Regions from separate parts of the Mus musculus genome. Here region 1 is linked to region 2. Evidence: chromatin contacts called from public Hi-C data. All regions are on one chromosome and are shown on one strand. Each heading gives the region's core, a stretch centred on a gene start, on an enhancer-like site or on the middle of the called end of the contact. The rest is flanking DNA. Distances are from core to core; before and after follow the strand shown.

Evidence for each region. Hi-C and Micro-C count contacts between places; a contact is called where the count stands out from the background.
Region 1: a contact with region 2 is called in a Hi-C map of rod photoreceptor, with 4 times the contacts expected there. The contact joins two enhancer-like sites. A contact is called at or near these places in 3 of 484 Hi-C or Micro-C datasets (the HL-1 cell line, bone marrow-derived macrophages and rod photoreceptor) and 1 of 9 other capture datasets (embryonic stem cells).

What each region holds. Positions count from the first base shown.
Region 1 is chr3:55,871,540-55,875,004 of GRCm38.p6, forward strand. Nbea (neurobeachin) reads right to left here. Exons shown (of 58, transcript NM_030595.1): 36 at 2,180-2,244. Among named protein-coding and RNA genes, the nearest start is that of Gm31914, 10 kb to the right of the region's middle. Within about 2 kb of position 2,177, at least 17 of the 459 cell types and tissues checked have an H3K27ac peak or open chromatin away from gene starts, as enhancers often do. A contact at or near this core is called in rod photoreceptor, where this site is marked.
Region 2 is chr3:55,526,184-55,529,599 of GRCm38.p6, forward strand. The region is part of intron 16 of Dclk1 (doublecortin-like kinase 1); the gene reads left to right. Among named protein-coding and RNA genes, the nearest start is that of Gm31796, 15 kb to the right of the region's middle. Within about 2 kb of position 1,623, at least 9 of the 459 cell types and tissues checked have an H3K27ac peak or open chromatin away from gene starts, as enhancers often do. A contact at or near this core is called in rod photoreceptor, where this site is marked.

The DNA of each region.
Region 1 (3,465 bases), core at 927-3,426, 350 kb after region 2:
AGATTGAAAGCTGTGGAATGACTGGAAAGGCCTCAGCAGCATACCTTGTCTCTGGGTTTTTGCTTAACATCATTACCATTCTCTACAAGTTCTTGTTTGTTTTTTAAGATCAAGTCTGTATTCTAGACTCACTGTATGGCTGAGCAGAACCTTGAACTTCTAATCCTCCTGTCTCCACCTCTAAAACAGAAGCATATTCCAACACACCTAATTTATGTGCTACTGGAGTTCAAACACTAGATGTCGTAAATGCTAGGCCAGAAGGGTCTGCTGAGCTCCATCTCCAAGTGTGGATGTCTTTTAACTGTGTCCCAGATCAAATTTAAGGTGGCATTCCCATACCACTGGCATGGTTCCTTCAACCTTAAACATAATGTCATGATAAGAGCCATTTTAGAATAAAGGACATTATGAAGCACTGTAGCTCCCTTACAAAATCAAATTCTCTTCTCATTCATGTTCTGTGTGTGCTTTTAAATGTTCAGTTTTCATTCTGAAAAGTATCTTTTTTTTTTTTTTTAAGATTTATTTATTGTTATATGTAAGTCACACTGTAGCTGTCTTCAGACACACCAGAAGAGGGCATCAGATCTCATTACAGATGGTTGTGAGCCACCATGTGGTTGCTGGGATTCGAACTCAGGACCTTCGGAAGAGCAGTTGGTGCTCTTAACCACTGAGCCATCTTGCCAGCCCCGAAAAGTATCTTTATAGTTGTCAAGACTAAGATCACCTTCAACTATGATCATAATACCCCTTCCTCAGGAAGCTCTTGATGGGAATTTCTGATTTTTTTAAATGATCAGTATATTCTCTTTTTTCAACTCTTCTCAGTACAAAACAAACCTTATGCTTCTGGAAAACAAAACTTCTCCAAGCTTTCCATATTTGATATTAGCAAATTTTCTAGTATCATTCTTTTTCTGTCAATAAATATATTCTAATTAAAAGCACAAGAATTTCTGCTCCCTTATCTCTTACAATGTTAATGACAGAAAACCAACTTTTCATTTCTGATGCCTGGGAAGAGGGCATAATCCCCAGTAACTGGAGTCACAGAGCTTGTGAGCCATCATGTGTGTGCTGAGAGTTTAGTCTGGATTCTCTGGATGATGATGAGCCAGCTCTCTTTCCCCATCGCCATTTCTTGTCATTTCGTTCACTCTTTACTCTCCACTCTTCAGTAAGCATAAAACTTAGTTTAATTTTGGAACTGTATTATGATGAAAATATTGTTTACTGACATCAAAGGCAGGAATGTACATTGAGATACTGTATAAACAAAGGTAGTTTCTCAGGATACAGAGCAAGGATGGAAGAAAGCACAGCCACACTAAAAACTGAGTTTTGATGCCCCATACAAACTATTTTTGAAGGATCATTATTTCTTAATGAAAAAGGAAGTTTAAATACTATAGCCATTACTGCTGTATTAATTTATGTAAAGCTTGTTCCGTAAAATCAAGCATCATACCAAATATATGATAATTATTTTCCATAGAATTCACTATATAATATAGAAAATTCAACTTATAATGGTTGCCTGTCTCAGGCTGATAGAACTACACATATCAAAGGGTGACACAAATAGCAACCTTAATGTGTAAACCACCCATAGAGCATTGCAAAAATCATAGTAAGCAACCACTCACAAGAGTGATAAATACAGCAATAGTTTCAAATAAAATTTCTCTCATAGCATCATTAACAATGGTAGCAGCCACTCCTAGCTAAGGCTGTTACACCGTCTGTATTGAACATCTCTTATACTTCCAGTCAGGTACCAATTACACGATAGGATCAGATGAAGTCACTTCATGTGAACTGATGAGGGGCTCAAGTGTAAACACTGAGCTTAGCCTGAAAACAGATGGGGTGGCAGATGGGAATGCAGACTGGTTTCACTTGATCTGCTTAACACAATCTCACTACTCAGTAAGATGTGGCTCAAATCTCACAAAACTAAATCTAGTATCATTATTTCATATATGCTTTGTCTCCATAACTAAATACTTAACATCTAAAATTTGTTAATTTAAGATTCAAGTGACTACATGTTAAATTATTGAATTCAAAGCTTTTTTCTAACAAATTTTAGAACAGATGGTACGAGAGCACAATTGTCTGGTGAAATTAAATGCTGACTGTCTAGTTGCCCAGAAAGTGTAAAATTAATTACCTTCCTTCATTGATGAGTTCAATAAATGCAAGGCCTGCATTCTTCTGGATAGAGTTCTGCCATTCCTAAAGGAATAAACCAAAGCAAGTGTAAGAAAAATAAACATGCAAACGAAATAGCAACTAGCTAAGGACCATGGTGACACTGTTACTAACATAGCTAAGGACCATGATGACACTGTTACTAACATACACCACACTTTGTTTTCAATAAGGTTTTTATAACAAGTGTCATTTAAGAAGGAAAAAAATTGAGTTTTCCTGATTCAGAGTTTAGAAGGTGGCTTTTGGTTGATAGAAAGCTGAAACTTGCTGGAAAGTAAGAAAGTAAGTAACGTGTCTGCTTAGCACTAAGGTTCCTTCCAGGAAAGAACCAATGACCAACAAAGGCCTGAAGCTATGCACAAGGAGGAGGTATATTAGACTGCTGAAGTCTTTAATCAATGATACAGAGTTTTCATTAGAACTGGAAGCAAAATTATGCCTTTATGCATTTATGCTTTTATGCACCTATGTTTTTATATCTATACATTTATGTATCTATACACTTATGCACATATATTTTATGCAACCATGCCTTTATGCATCTATACATTTATGTTGCTAAGCATTTAGGCATTCTATACATTTATGCGTCTATGCTTCTCCACAATCCACATCTTTACTTTGCCTTGGGAATAAACTGCTCTAGTCAGATTCACATTCTATAAAAGACTGAAACAGCACAAAGTTACAAATACAATCGTTTCAGATGTGAATCACAAAACTTAATAGTAAAAATATTACTCTAATGTAGTCTCTATTTGCTAATTGGAGATTAGCTAAATTTGCTAAATGCCTGAATCTAGCAAATCCAGAGAGAAAAAGCCACAACAATGAACACCAACAACTCTAATACACTGTTTTGGATTAGAAAAGAATGCTGTTTGTTTTGTATTCTTACCATGAAAAATTCGGAATATAATTTAAAAAGCGAGTTTTGGCTTTGGGTTTATTCAAATTACTTTCTCATTTGGCCAGTAAGTTTTTTCTTTATTGAAAATTCTATTTCTTTCTGCAGTTCTATAAATATTCTCACTAGTCCTATTAATATATACACATATATAGTCTCTATTAATTACTCATGTCACTTGTCTACAAATCTTATGACATGACTTGCATTTTTCTTGCACATGGAAAAGTATTTTATATAATATTTTTGACAGCATAAATGGTATGGTGGTATAAAAGTGTACACTTTATCATAATAAAATGCCAGTTAAGTTTTGAATCAAGTTGATATCACCT
Region 2 (3,416 bases), core at 373-2,872:
TAGCCTGAAACCCAAAACTTGCCTATTTGGCCTGTTGCAAAGTTTCCTCACCCCTGTGTTTAAGGGTGAAGGCTAGTTCTAAATTAAGAGCACCATCTATTAAAAATGCAAATTTCATGAGAATAAGGATGGGACTTATTTAAAGTGGTATTTTTGCCAAAGTAAAAGTGAATAGTTGAACTCAAAAGAAGAAATTTTGAGGTTGAATGTGTGTTGTTCCCCCCCGCCCCCCGCCCATGGTTATATAAAAGGAAGAGTTGGGGTAACCAGACAACATCTAAGATAGTCTGTAGGTTTTCATTTTTAACAACCCAGGAATAAATAAGCCTTTTGGCTCAGCTAAAATTGTACTTGCAGTAAAACCACCCAGCCTGTGACACAGCTGTGAGACTTAGTTTATGTTTTTAAATTTTTACAGATTTGCCTAGGCTAAGCCCTGCCTGTGGGGATTGACTGGCTCACTACTATGATGAGGGGCAGCCACCTGGCTGTTCAGTTTCTCTTCCATAAGGAAACCAGGGGCTGCAGAGCAGATGAAGGAAGTATATTCAGCCTCCGGAAGCCTGATACTAACACCCTGCAAGGGCCACCACTGTAACTCCGCTGGAGGCTAGGAAGGTGACAGAGCCAGGCTGGTTGAGACCCTTTTAAACATTTAATCTCAAAGTCCTGTGTCGGATCAAGATAGCTAGCATAGAAGCACACAGTCAGCCTTCCCAGGAAAGCAGGCCATGATATCTCAGAGAGTCACCTTGAGGAAGTCACATGGAAGACTGGTTCTATCCTGGTGCAAGCCTCTTTTTTGCCATTTTAAGGGTGACTTTTACTCTCGTGAAAATCCACACTGTGTCTCCAGGAACTCTGGCAAGGCCCCCAAACGACACAACAGCCAAACAAAATAGAACCGCACTAACCATGACAATAAACACAATGAAACGAAGAGGGATACCAGGATCGATTTGTTAGTTTAATTTTAATGGCAAGCAAATTATAACTTAGTCCCTACAGAGTGAGGGTTAGCAAGGAGCGGGTTCCTGAGATTAATGCCCCAGCCTCCTAGGTAGCATGAATAATGGATGGACTAAAAGGCAAAACGCACAATAATGTTCTTTTATTAATGAAATGAAGACTCGTTGTGATGGCTGGCAATAAATTAGGAAAAGCCAAAGAGGGAAAGTCATCAACACTTGCGCCTTTGAAAAATGTAGTTTCTTAAATCCAATAATTACTGCCATGACAGAAAACATCGCTGCACAACAGAAATGAAGTACATCCCTTGCGAATCCTGCCTGTATTGCAGAGAAATATTTTTGATCCATAGACTGTAAGGTCTATTATTTGCTAAGAGAAAACACAGTCCATTACGGTGGATTGATGGCGATGTTAAGCATTCTGGTGGCATTCCATAGGTGAACACAATTTTTACTGGGGCTCAGGCATTGGAAGACCTTCTTTAGTGCATGCTCATGGAATCTAGAAGACTGTGGGGTAGACAGCACGACCAAGGTCACATTATTAGCTGGGCTAGGACAAAAGCTAATTCTCCCAACTTCTACCCACTGCTGCTTCCAAGAGGATTAAGCTAAAGCTGTCAGACAAGACAGGCTTTACAGAGCTATGTGGTGCCTACAAATAGCAAAGACAAAGCTGATTCTATAATCCATACTCCTGGATCTTGCCAGGGCTTCCCCTGGTAGTGTGGCATTTCCCTGTTTAACCCTGCACAGGGACCAGATGCAGTTCAAGTTCATTTGTACACCCTTCAAATTTAGATCCTTGTCAGAAACAAGGATTTAAAACATCTGAGTAGAAGGTAGAATGTAGACGTACTTCATCAATAGAAGAGGTCATTGACCAGGTAATTCTTCGGGTTAGGATTTCCTTACGTGTCAGTGTGCCTGGTACTGTGGTAGGCTCAGAGACAGGATAGATGTTAATTCCTTTATATTCCCAGCTATATATGCTGTGTGCAGGGCCCTGAGTTGCTGGGCTAACTGACATATTACAACCATCTGTCACCTGCTACAGTAGCAGCTAGAGGCTTTGTCAGAGTCAAAAAGCTAACAGTTGGTGGTGGGTATTTGTGGTGATTCTTTTATAGAGGGCGGACGGGCTTACATTAGTCTGTTTCTCTACATCATTTCATTTTCCAATGATAATGGTTTTTTTCAACCAAGCACCCCGTACAGAGAGTGGGGACAGAGACATACATACAGGCATCTGAAGTAAGTCATACTTGGTTACCACTGGTCTGCCTTGGAATCCTAAGGGCTCCTAGCTCACCTCTAACCTGTGGTAATTAACATCAAAATGTGATACTACAGCCTTGAGATTCTCTTAGGGGCTCTTAATGGGGTGGAGACTCTCTGAGGAGACATTTGGGATTTCAATAGCAGCAATACATGCTGGATCCAACAAAACCACAAACACTGAGCAGAATAAATTACAAAATAAATCTGTCAGGAAGTCTTATGTGTTCATGGGACATTCAGCCCACACCTTAAGACACATCCACTTTGCAAAGGTAGGCAGTGAGGAGGAGACACTGAGAATATCTATGATATCTGATATCTGAATCTTGTATGGGTGATAAAAAATAAATGAATAAGTAAAGCCACCTCCCAGCCATTCAGAAATGGCCTGGAGTTCAGACACAGCATTTCAGAGCACAAATCACGCTTCAAATGCTTTTTTTTGGGGGGGGTGTTCTAGTTTGTTCACATTTGCATGACAATCTGCTACGAATACATCACTAGGAGTAGTTCTGTTTTCTTGCTGAATCCATAAGTTCTGGAATGCACAAGGGGGCTACAGAATCAGGTTGTAAAAAGTAAACGGTACATGTCTGAGAGGTGTGCCAATTGTGATAACCTTAATTAAAATTCTAAAGAAATCACAAAAGGCAGTACTAACTGTGATCAGACACTGCAATGGGCAAATGTATGAATAACTGAGAAATAATTGTATAAGATACAGGGATAATTTTGCTCATATTTGAAATGTATTAGATTCTGAAGTAGTATCTCTATTCATTCCTTGCTATTTTATATTATTAGAAAGTAAATAATCACCTAAAATAATTTTAGATTAGATGAGAAGTATGTGATACATGCACAGTCGATATGCCACAGTCAGATAAATATTCTGAAGCTTCTGATTGTAGCATGGAGAAATTGATATTTACATTAACTTTGAGAAATCTGCCCATGAAAGGTGGTAGGAGTACAGTGTGCAATTAATAACAAAAGCTTTGGTCAGAAGGTTCTTGCCAGAGTGAGTTTAGTGGGTGATGTGTTACAGTAGGTTAATTGTGATTTGGTCTTGGCTAGATACATTGGGCTGGGCAGAGAAGAGGTCATGTCAGGTGGTGAGCAACTTGAGCCAGGATGCAGATCTGAGGACAACCAAGAGAAGTC